2 separate regions of the Podarcis muralis genome follow, and region 1 is linked to region 2. A link is a contact called in public Hi-C data. All regions are on one chromosome and are shown on one strand. The core of a region is the stretch at or near the end of the contact, and the rest is flanking DNA. Distances in the headings are between cores, read along the strand shown. Region 1 holds the start of INTS10 (integrator complex subunit 10). Region 2 holds the start of USO1 (USO1 vesicle transport factor).

The links. A called contact is a pair of places that touch in the nucleus more often than the background predicts.
Region 1: a Hi-C map of blood shows a contact between it and region 2, with 2.1 times the contacts expected there. The contact joins the promoter of INTS10 here to the promoter of USO1 in region 2. A contact is called at or near these places in 2 of 3 Hi-C or Micro-C datasets (blood and tail).

The regions. Positions count from the first base shown.
Region 1 is chr13:48,796,818-48,802,411 of rPodMur119.hap1.1, reverse strand. It overlaps INTS10 (integrator complex subunit 10), which reads right to left and starts at 2,896. Exons shown (of 16, transcript XM_028701723.2): 1 at 2,707-2,896; 2 at 390-457. The coding sequence starts at 2,835.
Region 2 is chr13:48,643,868-48,649,771 of rPodMur119.hap1.1, reverse strand. It overlaps USO1 (USO1 vesicle transport factor), which reads right to left and starts at 3,446. Exons shown (of 26, transcript XM_028701715.2): 1 at 3,230-3,446. The coding sequence starts at 3,295.

The DNA of each region.
Region 1 (5,594 bases), core at 1,647-4,146, 150 kb before region 2:
GCAGATTCCATTTGAACAAGTACTCTTTTTTGCCCATCTTGATCAGTTTCACTGGGTGACCACAAGTTCCAGAACAGATTAAGAAAATCTATCCACTTCTGTCATACCATACATAATTTTATCAACCTCCAACTGAGGTTGTTTATTTTCTCTAACTTTTCCTAACATACCTTATAACTGGTGTTTCTCAAACTTGGCTCCCCAGATGCTGTTGGACTACAGTTCCCACCATCCCTAGCTAGCAGGATCAGTGGTCAGGGATTGATGGGAGCTGGAGACCCAGCTTTGAGAAACACTGCCATAAAGCAGTACAATTTTAAGTAGAGTGGTTCACAGACAATTTTTTCAGTCCTCGATTGGAAAAAAGGAAAAAATGGAAAGCATCTTACATGTCATATAGCAATCTGCCTGCTGATGCTGTACGTTCTGCATTCCGTTCAATAGTGTACATCTCATACTGAAAAAACAAGGGCATAAGATGAGCCATACAGAACACCTTCTATCAAACTTCTCAATATCACATCTTTCTACCTTACCACAGTAAAAAACGAAGAGGGCAGAAGCATGCATGCTCTCTCTCTCTCTCTCTCACACACACACACACACACACACACACACACACTTTTTAAAGGCAGGCAAAGACACAGGCAGAAACAACCTTTTTCCTATTTGTTTGGCATCTCCATTTAGAACTCTGAGAGGTATGAAAGCAAAGTGCCTGTGCATTTAATGTAGAGTAGAAAGTAATGTAGAGAGTAATTTAATGTAGAGACTGGAGAGTAGGGGTTGAAACGTAAGTTGATGGGGGTATTGCATCTAAATCTATCTTTACCAAAATGTGAAGTGTGTTTTGTTTGGAGCATGTTTACACCGCTGCCTGTTCTCAACATTGCAGTGTGATACTTTCAGGCAATTTAGAGCAATGGGCACTAGAACATAAACAAATGAGTTCACTTGAGGTATCTGTATATCCTATTATAGTACTGTACTACTTCCTACACTATTGCAGTGGGGTATATTTAATAAGGTTACCAGACGTTCCCAGATTTACAAATCAGTCCCCTGACAAAAGCCATCTATTTAGTAGGAAGTTGAAAAGTGTCCCCGGATTCATTTAAAAAAATCTGGTAACCTTAGTATATTAGGATCAACGAAAACACAAAGAAGCAAACAAGCATTCCAATCCATCAAAAACCTTTACCTGATGAAAGCCTTAAAACAAAGACAGCGCTTTGGCTAGTTAAACAATCTATGGCTTTTTGGAAGAGACTGGGGTATTTTTAATCTTTGTTGGAAGCCGCCCAAAGTGGCTGGGGAAACCCAGCCAGATGGGCGGGGTACAAATAATAAATTATTATTATTAAATTATTACTCTAATGCATTTCTTCCCCAACCCATGGTTTTAAGGTATCTATGTGGCAGAGGAGGGGGGAGGTTGCTTGGCTGTCAGCCACTCTGGGCTGCCCAGGGCAGAATGAAGCAGTGAACAAATTCAAATAATAATAATAATAATTTATTATTTGTTCCCCAGCCACTCTGGGCGGCTTCCACAAAGACCAAAAATACACTAAGGTGTCACACATTAAAAATTTCCCTGAAGAGGGCTGCCTTAAGATGTCTTCTAAATGTCAGGTAGTTGTTTATCTCTTTGACATCTGATGGGAGGGCGTTCCACAGGGCGGGTGCCACTACCGAGAAGGCCCTCTGCCTGGTTCCCTGTAACCTCACTACTCGCAGTGAGAGAACTGCCAGAAGGCCCTCGGAGCTGGACCTCAGCGTTGGGGCAGAACGATGGAGGTGGAGGTGCTCCTTCAGGTATACTTGGCCGAGGCCGTTTACGGCTTTAAAGGTCAACACCAAGACTTTGAATTGTGCTCAGAAACGTACTGGGAGCCAGTGTAGGTCTTTCAAGACCGGTGTTATGTGGTCTCAGCGGCCGCTCCCAGTCACCAGTCTAGCTGCCGCATTCTGGATTAGCTGTAGTTTCCGGGTCACCTTCAAAGGTAGCCCCACGTAGAGCGCATTGCAGTAGTCCAAGCGGGAGATAACCAAAGCATGCACCACTCTGGCCAGACACTCCGTGGGCAGGTAGGGTCTCAGCCCGTGTACCAGGTGGAGCTGGTAGACAGCTGCCCTGGACACAGATTTGACCTGCGCCTCCATGGACAGTTGTGAGTCCAAAATGACTCCCAGGCTGCGCAGCTGGTCCTTCAGGGGCACAGTTACCTCATTCAGGACCAGGGAGTCCTCCACACCTGCCCGCCTCCTGTCCCCCCAAAACAGTACTTCTGTCTTGTCAGGATTCAACCTCAACCCATTAGCCACCATCCATCCTCCAACCGGTTCCAGGCACGATAACTGCTATTGGCTTCTGCTATTGAGGGTGAGCGCTCTTGCTACCCAACGACTCGCATGGCAGAAGCCTGGATTTCTCCACCGCCTCCCAAGAGCAGCTTTCCCATCTTTGAAGCTCTTTAAACAAGCAGGCAAAAAAAAAAAAGTAGGGAAAAGAAAACATGGCAAGTCGGAAGCGCTGTCCCCAAATAGGTAAATGAACTGGGCGTGCTAAGCGTTCCTATCTCTATGGTGCTGAGCCCGCAGGACAGCAGCGAAAAAAGGGAGGGAAGGGCTTGGGCGCGCAAAGCATTGTGGGGGAAAGGAGCCGTTAAGGGGAGGCCGCACGGAGCCTGGCGCGCCCTCACCGACCTGGATGTTGAAGTCGGCGGGGTAGAGGCTCCGCGCGGTGATAAGCCAGGCCTTGGCCGCCCACAGGTCCCCCTGGACCAGCTCCCGCGCCCGCTTCACCAGGAACTCGCAGTCTCCCTGCGCCGACATCTTGGCCGTTGCCGGGAGTCGCGCTCCCTCACGACCCGCACATGCGCAGACGGGCCTCGCGACGCCATCTTTCTAGGGCCGGTGACGTAGAGGAGGCGTTTTGCGCCTGCGCCGCAGTTACCATGGTTTCCACCACCACCACCAGCCCGGTGTTTCTAGTGTCATTATAGACTTATGAAAGTTGTAGACTGACAATACAATTTTCTTGAGGCAGGACTTCCGGGTTGCTTTCTGACCCCTTTCCACCCACCCTACAAGTGACTGCTCCCCATAGGAAGCAACGGGGAAATTTAAAAAGCTTATAGCATAGCTGGGCAGGGGCGGCTGCATCGTGTTCCATCCCGAAGACTGAAGGAGGAAATGAAATCACTACAGCATCCCTGGTAGCCATCCAGCCTCTGTTGAAATGCCCGCGTCTGCAGTCCGTTCATAGCCATCAACGTTTCCCCTTTTTTTAAGGGAAATTCCCTTATTCTGAATAGGATTCCTCGCAAGAAAAGGGAAATGTTGACAGCTATGAATCCACTGTCAAGGCTCTGGTGCTGTCAGTAAGTGGTCCAGTGCCCAGGGCCTTCTGGCGGTTCCCTCACTGCGAGAAGTGAGGTTACAGGGAACCAGGAAGAGGGCCTTCTCGGTGGTGGCGCCTGCCCTGTGGAACTCACTCCCACCAGATGTCAAGGAAATAAACAACTGTCTGACTTTTAGAAGACACCTGAAGGCAGCCCTGTTTAATGTTGTATTGTGTTTTTAATATTTGGTTGGAAGCCGCCCAGAATGGCTGGGGAAACCCAGCCTGATGGATGGGATATAAATAATAAATTATTATTATTATTATTGTTATTATGCTTTGGAGAATGTAAAAGCAGCTGCATGCAACTCAGTTGGAGTGTTATGTTATGTCTTGTCCAGGGGGGGGGCACAATTTAAGAAGTTTAACTTGCACTGAGACCTGAGATGGATTTTGTGGTGGAGGGTTTTTTTTGGGGGGGGGGCAATGCAAACCCAAATTTGCAGTGCAATAAACTTCTGCAATAAAGCACTAGTTGTTGTTGTTATTCCACCCTTCATCCGAGGATCACAGAGCCGTTAACAGTATAAAAGTACAAAAATGAAAAACATAATAACAAAATAATAACACACACCCCACATTCACATTGCCTCTCCAAAATCATGACTCGCCCACATTTCAATAAGATGTAGAATCCACACATTCAACTGAGGGAGGGGAACCAAATGGCTTCTCTTTAAAGTAAGTGTGTGTGTGTGTGTTTGTTTGTTTAGGTCAGGCTTTTACCAGCAAGTGTGGATTGGCCCTATGTTAAAAATAGAGGGTGCAATCGACACTTCCTTGACCTCATTGGAACTTTCTTCTCAAGTAATGTATAGGATTCAGTTGCATGAGTTTTACTATGGTCACTTCCAGGCAACTTGTCCATTGAGCATTCACTCTGCTTTTCTTCTGGGAAAGAATGTAATCTACTTCAAATACTAGCAGTGGGAGCACCCTGGAGTTGGAGTAAATGATACTGTGTTCATGCACTCAGTCTCTCCATAGTAAAGATAAAGGGACCCCTGACCATTAGGTCCAGTCGTGGCTGACTCTGGGGTTGCAGCGCTCATCTCGCTTTATTGGCCGAGGGAGCCGGCGTACAGCTTCCGGGTCGTGGCCAGCATGTCTAAGCCGCTTCTGGCGAACCAGAGCAGCGCACGGAAATGCCGTTTACCTTCCCTATTTATCTACTTGCACTTTGACGTGCTTTTGAACTGCTAGGTTGGCAGGAGCAGGGACCGAGCAACGGGGGTTCACACCGTCGCGGTGATTTGAACCACCGACCTTCTGATCGGCAAGTCCTAGGCTCTGTGGTTTAACCCACAGCGCCACCCGCGTCCCAACAGTCTCTCCATATCAATGATCAAAAGACCTTCAGGCTGCAATTGCTGTGGATAGCAAGAAACAGGGCCAGCCTGTCTATGAGGCAGTTTGGTGCCCAGCGTGGGGAAACTGCCTCTGGTGCAACTCCACCCAGACCACAGAACACAGCTCCATCTAGACCAGTAAAACACCCAGCTAATAGCACTTCCATCTTGTCTGGCTGAAGCTTCTGCTTATTTTCATTCATTTCATAACCGCTATCCATTCATGTTGACAAGATTCTATGCAGCTGCAGTTTTTAATCAGTAATAAGAACAATTAATTTCTTAATTTATAACCCTGCACCTTCCCCAAAAGGAGCCCAGGAAAACATTTCAATAGGAATACAATTAAAACATCTAAAAACAGTTCAAAACAACCTTCTATAAAGATGGAAGGAGGGTGTACTTCAAAATCTTATCTACTGAAGTTAGTTAATTCAATTCAGCACTAAAAGAACCTGAGCATATTATGGCTGGCCAAGCAATTTGTGGTTACAGCAGCATTGTTTATTGTGACTTGCTGTCTTTATCCCTTATGCATTTGGTTCTGGCGAGTGCTGTTAATGAAGATGCATGAGATTTCCAGCTCAACCATCAGATTTGCAGCCTTGAGCTGTTTTTCAGCAAGAAATATTTTTGGTCTCTCTATGGAAGATCCAAACAGGTGGCATTTCATACTTGCCTTTCTTTGTCTTTTAAAACAAGAGATGGGGGGCATTTCATGCTAATTGAGGGATCTGTTATATGAGCCTTTGCATATTCTGTGCCTGCAGGTGTTAAGTATCACCATCGTATAAAATATGGCTCCCTCTTTAGACTCCCTCTTTGGACTGTGCTAGCATAGA
Region 2 (5,904 bases), core at 2,197-4,696:
TTTATCTACTTGCACTGGTGTGCTTTCAAACTGCTAGGTGGGCAGGAACAGGGACCGAGCAACGGGAGCTCACCCCATCGCAGGGATTCGAACCGCTGACCTTCCGATCGGCAAGCCCTAGGCTCAGTGGTTTAGACCACAGCGCCACCCGCGTCCCTGTGTGTGTGTGTATGTATGTATCTGTATATGTGTGCATATACACAGTACATACCAACGTAAACACCATTCAGCGGTCATCTTCCCTGAGCATTAGGTAAGTTTTCTGGAGATGACGCAGCTGTAGACCCAAGGCTGAAGAACACTGGTCCACAATGACTGACAGCAGATCTCCCAGTCCTACCTGGGATTCAATATGGGATTCAATATGGGACCTTCTGCATACAAGGTGCTCTATCACTGAGCTATGGCCCAAACATTTTGCTACACTCTAATATCCATCACAAAGTTCTCCTGTTCCTTATAATAGCATACTGCAGCATTTTAGGCTTGACATGAAGTCTCGTCTTTCCATATTGTTTTAAAATACAAAGCAGAATCAATCTGGGCACGCTTCAAATCTTCAAAGATAAATGAGCAGGCAAAGACAATTAACACTTAGTACTGCTTCAGCTCAACAGTGGGGAGGAGTGCTACAGGATACCCACATGTTTTCCTGACACAGGTGAACAAAGCTGCTTTTGGGGGGGGGGGTGTTATAAACTGATAAGCAACTGGTGGGGGAAAGATGATTAAAATAAGCTCTCTCGATGCATCCTTCTCTCAGACTTGCAGCCTATCAATACTCAAATACCTTTTAAAAAGAAAACAGGGGAAAGCAAATGGAACTCTACATAATGTGTCTTTTGTGTCTCAAATAGTTGATTTTTCAGTGAAACAAGTTAAGACCTACACCCACACACTCTATTAACTGCAGACAGTAGGTTTTTGTTTAGTACTCAACATGAAGATGCGTGTAATCTCTCAAAAGTTTTTAGCACAGCAAAGCAGTGGCTATTTTCCTGGCAGCATATCTGAGAAACAAGGTGATACATACTGGGAACACTCAGAAAATGCAGGGAGTTGTTTCTCCTTTGACTCTTCAGTGCGATCAAAGGCCACGAAACATCATCTTTTATTGCAGCCTCTGCACCGAGATAACTTTCATATAGCTCTGAATGGAAAGGAGATTCCTGCAGTTGAGAAATACTCACCTGGTCTGAAACATGGTGAAGAACTGAACAAGCTAAGATGCTAAGGGTGAGAGCTCTTGGGCAATGAAAAATCTGTGGCCCTACTGTAATGACTTTGCTTCCTTTGCAAGTACAGTGGTGCCCCGCAAGACGAATGCCTCGCAAGACGAAAAACTCGCTAGACGAAAGGGTTTTCCATTTTTTGAGTCGTTCCGCAAGACGAATTTCCCTATGGGCTTGCTTCGCAAGACGAAACGTCTTGCGAGTTCTTGCGAGTTTGTTTCCTTTTTCTTAAAGCCACTAAGCCGCCAACAGCCGCTAAGCCGTTAATAGCCGCTAAGCCGCTAATAGCCGCTAATAGCCATGCTTCGCAAGACGGCAAAACCGCAAGACGAAGAGACTCGCGGAACGGATTAATTTCGTCTTGCGAGGCACCACTGTATGGGAAACCACACTGTTATTAAACAACTGGGAATCAGAAATCTTTCACAAATCATCCAACAACAGGGTTGCCATATTTCAAAAAGTAAAAACCAGGACACCCAAAAGTTGTTGAGCTTTTAATTGTTCAGCTTTTTTTTTTAGGAAAATCTGAAAGTTGTTGACCTTTTTATAGACACACACCCCCCCCCCCAATTTTTGATTGTACTTCTTGGGGAGTTATTGGTATCATATTTGATGTCCATATGAAATGTGCTGGGTGTGCATCATACACAGAATCACAGGTTACTAAACCCTCATTTATAGTGTGACATAAATCCAAACTCCCACACAAAAGTTGCACAACAATGTACAAGAAGTCAGTCTGGTAAATTATTTTGTATTCAAGTTATGTCACTACTGGGGACAAAGGAGACAGGAGAGAGTGGTAACAAGTGTTTTGGGTAATATATGATCACACAAATGTAGAAAGCATTTTAGCAAACTGTAGCGTAGAGCTAGCAAAGATGTACCTACCAAAACTCTCTCTTATTAAATGGAAAGGCCTGGTAAAGTAGCACTACGTATACGGAAGACAAATATGGTCCTTCACACCAAATAAATGGACATGACAGTGGGTGGGACAGCAAGTTTGAAAAAGCAGATGAGGTCAAACAGTGGTTGGTAAATGGCAAAGGGGCATTATTTATTTAATGTGCATACTGCCTTCCACCCGAAGATCGCAGGCTGGCTCACAGCATAAAAACACAAGAACACATGAAAAAGAACAAACTAATAACCACGCCCCCAACACCTTTGAAAGGATGTAAGGTCCGTATAGTTAAAGCTATGGTTTTCCCAGTAGTGATGTATGGAAGTGAGAGCTGGACCATAAAGAAGGCTGATCGCCGAAGAATTGATGCTTTTGAATTCTGGTGCTGGAGGAGACTCTTGAGAGTCCCATGGACTGCAAGAAGAACAAACCTCTCCATTCTGAAGGAAATCAGCCCTGAGTGCTCACTGGAAGGACAGATCCTGAAGCTGAGGTTCCAATACTTTGGCCACCTCATGAGAAGAGAAGACTCCCTGGAAAAGACCCTGATGTTGGGAAAGATGGAGGGCACAAGGAGAAGGAGATGACAGAGGACGAGATGGTTGGACAGTGTTCTCGAAGCTACCAGCATGAGTTTGACCAAACTGCAGGAGGCGGTGGAAGACAAGAGTGCCTGGCGTGCTCTGGTCCAGGGGGTCACCAAGAGTTGGACACGACTAAACCACTAAACAACTAAACAACAACAAGATGTTCATCGGCCCAATATAGAAATAAAATAATAATACCATCGCCATATATCAAGCCTGCATACCGCCCTTCCCCCGAGAATCAGTGTTATTAAAAACCACACTGAAAAGCATAGCGACGAACAGGCTGTGTACACGCAAGGCCCAAACACGCGTGTTACACGTAACGTGTGAATCCGCCCCGATGGCGTGATGGGCGGTGAGGAAGGGCGAGTGGAACGGGGAGCCGGCCGTCAGGCAACCGGGCGCCCTAAGGGAGGGACTTCGCCGGGGGAAGGGCGACACGGGTCGCCGCCGGGGGGACGGGACACCTAAGCGAACTTCCCCGTCGGAGGACTCACCGTCTCGGCTCCGGAGGGCTGGGGCCCGGAGCTCTGGCCGCCCATGACGCCCCGCAAGAAGTTCATCTTCCCCGGCCGGCCTTCCCCGCCTCGCCAGGCTCGCTAGGCCGCGGCTCCTCTCCTCGGGCCGCGTCAGCTCCCGTCAGCAGCCAACAGCGCCGCCAGTGCGCCTGCGCCAAGACGTGGCACAAAGGTAGCCATCCTACCGAGAGCGACGCCGGAGAGACACCCCGCCTGAACTTCCGGTGTAGGGCACAAAGGTAGTCACCCTAGAGAGAGGAAACTGGTAGAGGGACACACCGCCTCAACTTCCGGCTTCTGTAGACTTCTCTCCCACGAGGTTAGGGGTTGAAACCCGCCCATGGAGGGGAAATCGAAAGCTTTTTTCTTGTTTTGTTTTTTCAGCGCAGGCTTTGATTTAGGCCAGCCCTCCTCATGCAGAAGGCATGGCTTGGCTTTAGTTATTATTTCATTCCATTAAAAGCGTTTAAAACTGCAACGTTTTTGTTGTTTAGTCGTTTAGTCGTGTCCGACTCTTCGTGACCCCATGGGCCAAAGCACGCCAGGTACTCCTGTCTTCCACTGCCTCGCCCTTCCTCACCGCCCATCACGTCATCGGGGCTGATTCACACGTTACGTGTAACACACGTGTACACAGCCTGTTCGTCGCTATGCTTTTCAGTGTGGTTTTTAATAACAGTGATTCTCGGGGGAAGGGTGGTATGCAGGCTTGATATATGGCGATGGTATTATTGTTTTATTTCTTTATTGGGCTGATGAACATCTTGTTGTTGTTTAGTTGTTTAGTCGTGTCCGACTCTTCGTGATCCCATGGACCAGAGCATGCCAGGCACTCCTGTCTTCCACTGCCTCTCGCAATTTGGTCAAACTCATGCTGGTAGCCAACAAAGGTCCGTATAGTTAAAGCCATGCTTTTCCCAGTAGTGATGTATGGAAGTCAGAGATGGGACCATAAAGAAGGCTGATCACTGAAGAATTGGTTCTTTTGAATTCTGGTGCTGGAGGACTCTTGAGAGTCCCATGGACTGCAAGAAGATCAAACCCATCCATTCTGAAAGAAATCAGCCCTGAGTGCTCACGGGAAGGACACATCCTGAAGCTGAGGCTCCTAGACTTTGGCCACCTCATGAGAAGAGAAGACTCCCTGGAAAAGACCCTGATGTTGGGAAAGATGGAAGGCACAAGGAGAAGGGGACGACAGAGGACGAGATGGTTGGACAGTGATCTCGAAGCTACCAGCATGAGTTTGACCAAACTGCGGGAGGCAGTGGAAGACAGGAGTGCCTGGCGTGCTTTGGTCCATGGGATCACGAAGAGTCGGACACGACTAAACAACAACAATGGTATTTTAAACTGTGTGCAGGGGGGGGGGGGTTATAGGGCTGAAGAGCGGCATGTAGCTATAAAATAAAAAACAACACCGATGATGATGATGTTTCTAAATGCCGCAGCCCAGGGACTCAGCTATACAGCTGCAAATGAAGTGTTTTGAATGTGTTGTACAGTGCCATATCCAATTTGTGGCACTAGATGGCGACTGTGAGCTATAGCAAATTCAATGCCTTTTTCAAAACGATTTTTAAAAAAAAGCATTTTCACAACGTTTTTAACACGCTTGTTAGATGCCACCCAGGTTCCAGACCGGCTCTGACAGGGGCGAGAAGTGTGGTCGATACGGAAACGCTTTCCTTTTCTTGAAAGAATGTCTTTTTAAAAATAATAATAATAATCATCATTTTTTCAATACAAACAATACCAACAAAAACCATATACAAAAAACCACAATAACACTAATAACACAATAAAACAATTCAGATTTGAGTACTGATATACCTATAACTACACCTTTTTAACAATATTTCCCCAACTCTCCTCCCCCTACTTCCCAGCACTGTCCGCCTTATCACTTAAGTATTCCTTCCAGATTTCTTCATATTTATCCATTCTTAATTTGCGTCGATATGCAATTCGTTCGTAGGTGACTAGTCTGTCCATATTGTCAATCCATGTGCTCAATGGGATCTTTTTGCGGCTCTTCCAATTCATCAAGACAAGTTTTTTTGCTTCCAATATGGCACGATACATCCATATATATATGGACTATATATATATATATATATATATATATGCAGGTTTTGGTGTCCTCGGGTGTCTTCCCGTGTAAAAGTTGGGGTGTCTAGGCGACGTTTCGACGAGGTCTCACTCGTCATCTTCAGGCTGGTGCTTTCGGCTTCTTGTTACTGGAACAGAGCAGGATCTCAGTGTTTGAGTTCCTATAAATACTGTTGAGGAGGTGTGGTGTATAGCCTCCAGTGTTCTGGGCAGAGAGGAAGTTCCCAGGCTAGTGTGCCTTTTCTTCTTTTGTTCCTTAATTGCTTGAGGGGTATCTTGAGTGATTTCTTGAGTGATATCCTGAGTACCACTTAGGTGGGTCATTAGGTGTGGATTCTTAGAACAAAAGAAGAAAAGGCACACTAGCCTGGGAACTTCCTCTCTGCCCAGAACACTGGAGGCTATACACCACACCTCCTCAACAGTATTTATAGGAACTCAAACACTGAGATCCTGCTCTGTTCCAGTAACAAGAAGCCGAAAGCACCAGCCTGAAGATGACGAGTGAGACCTCGTCGAAACGTCGCCTAGACACCCCAACT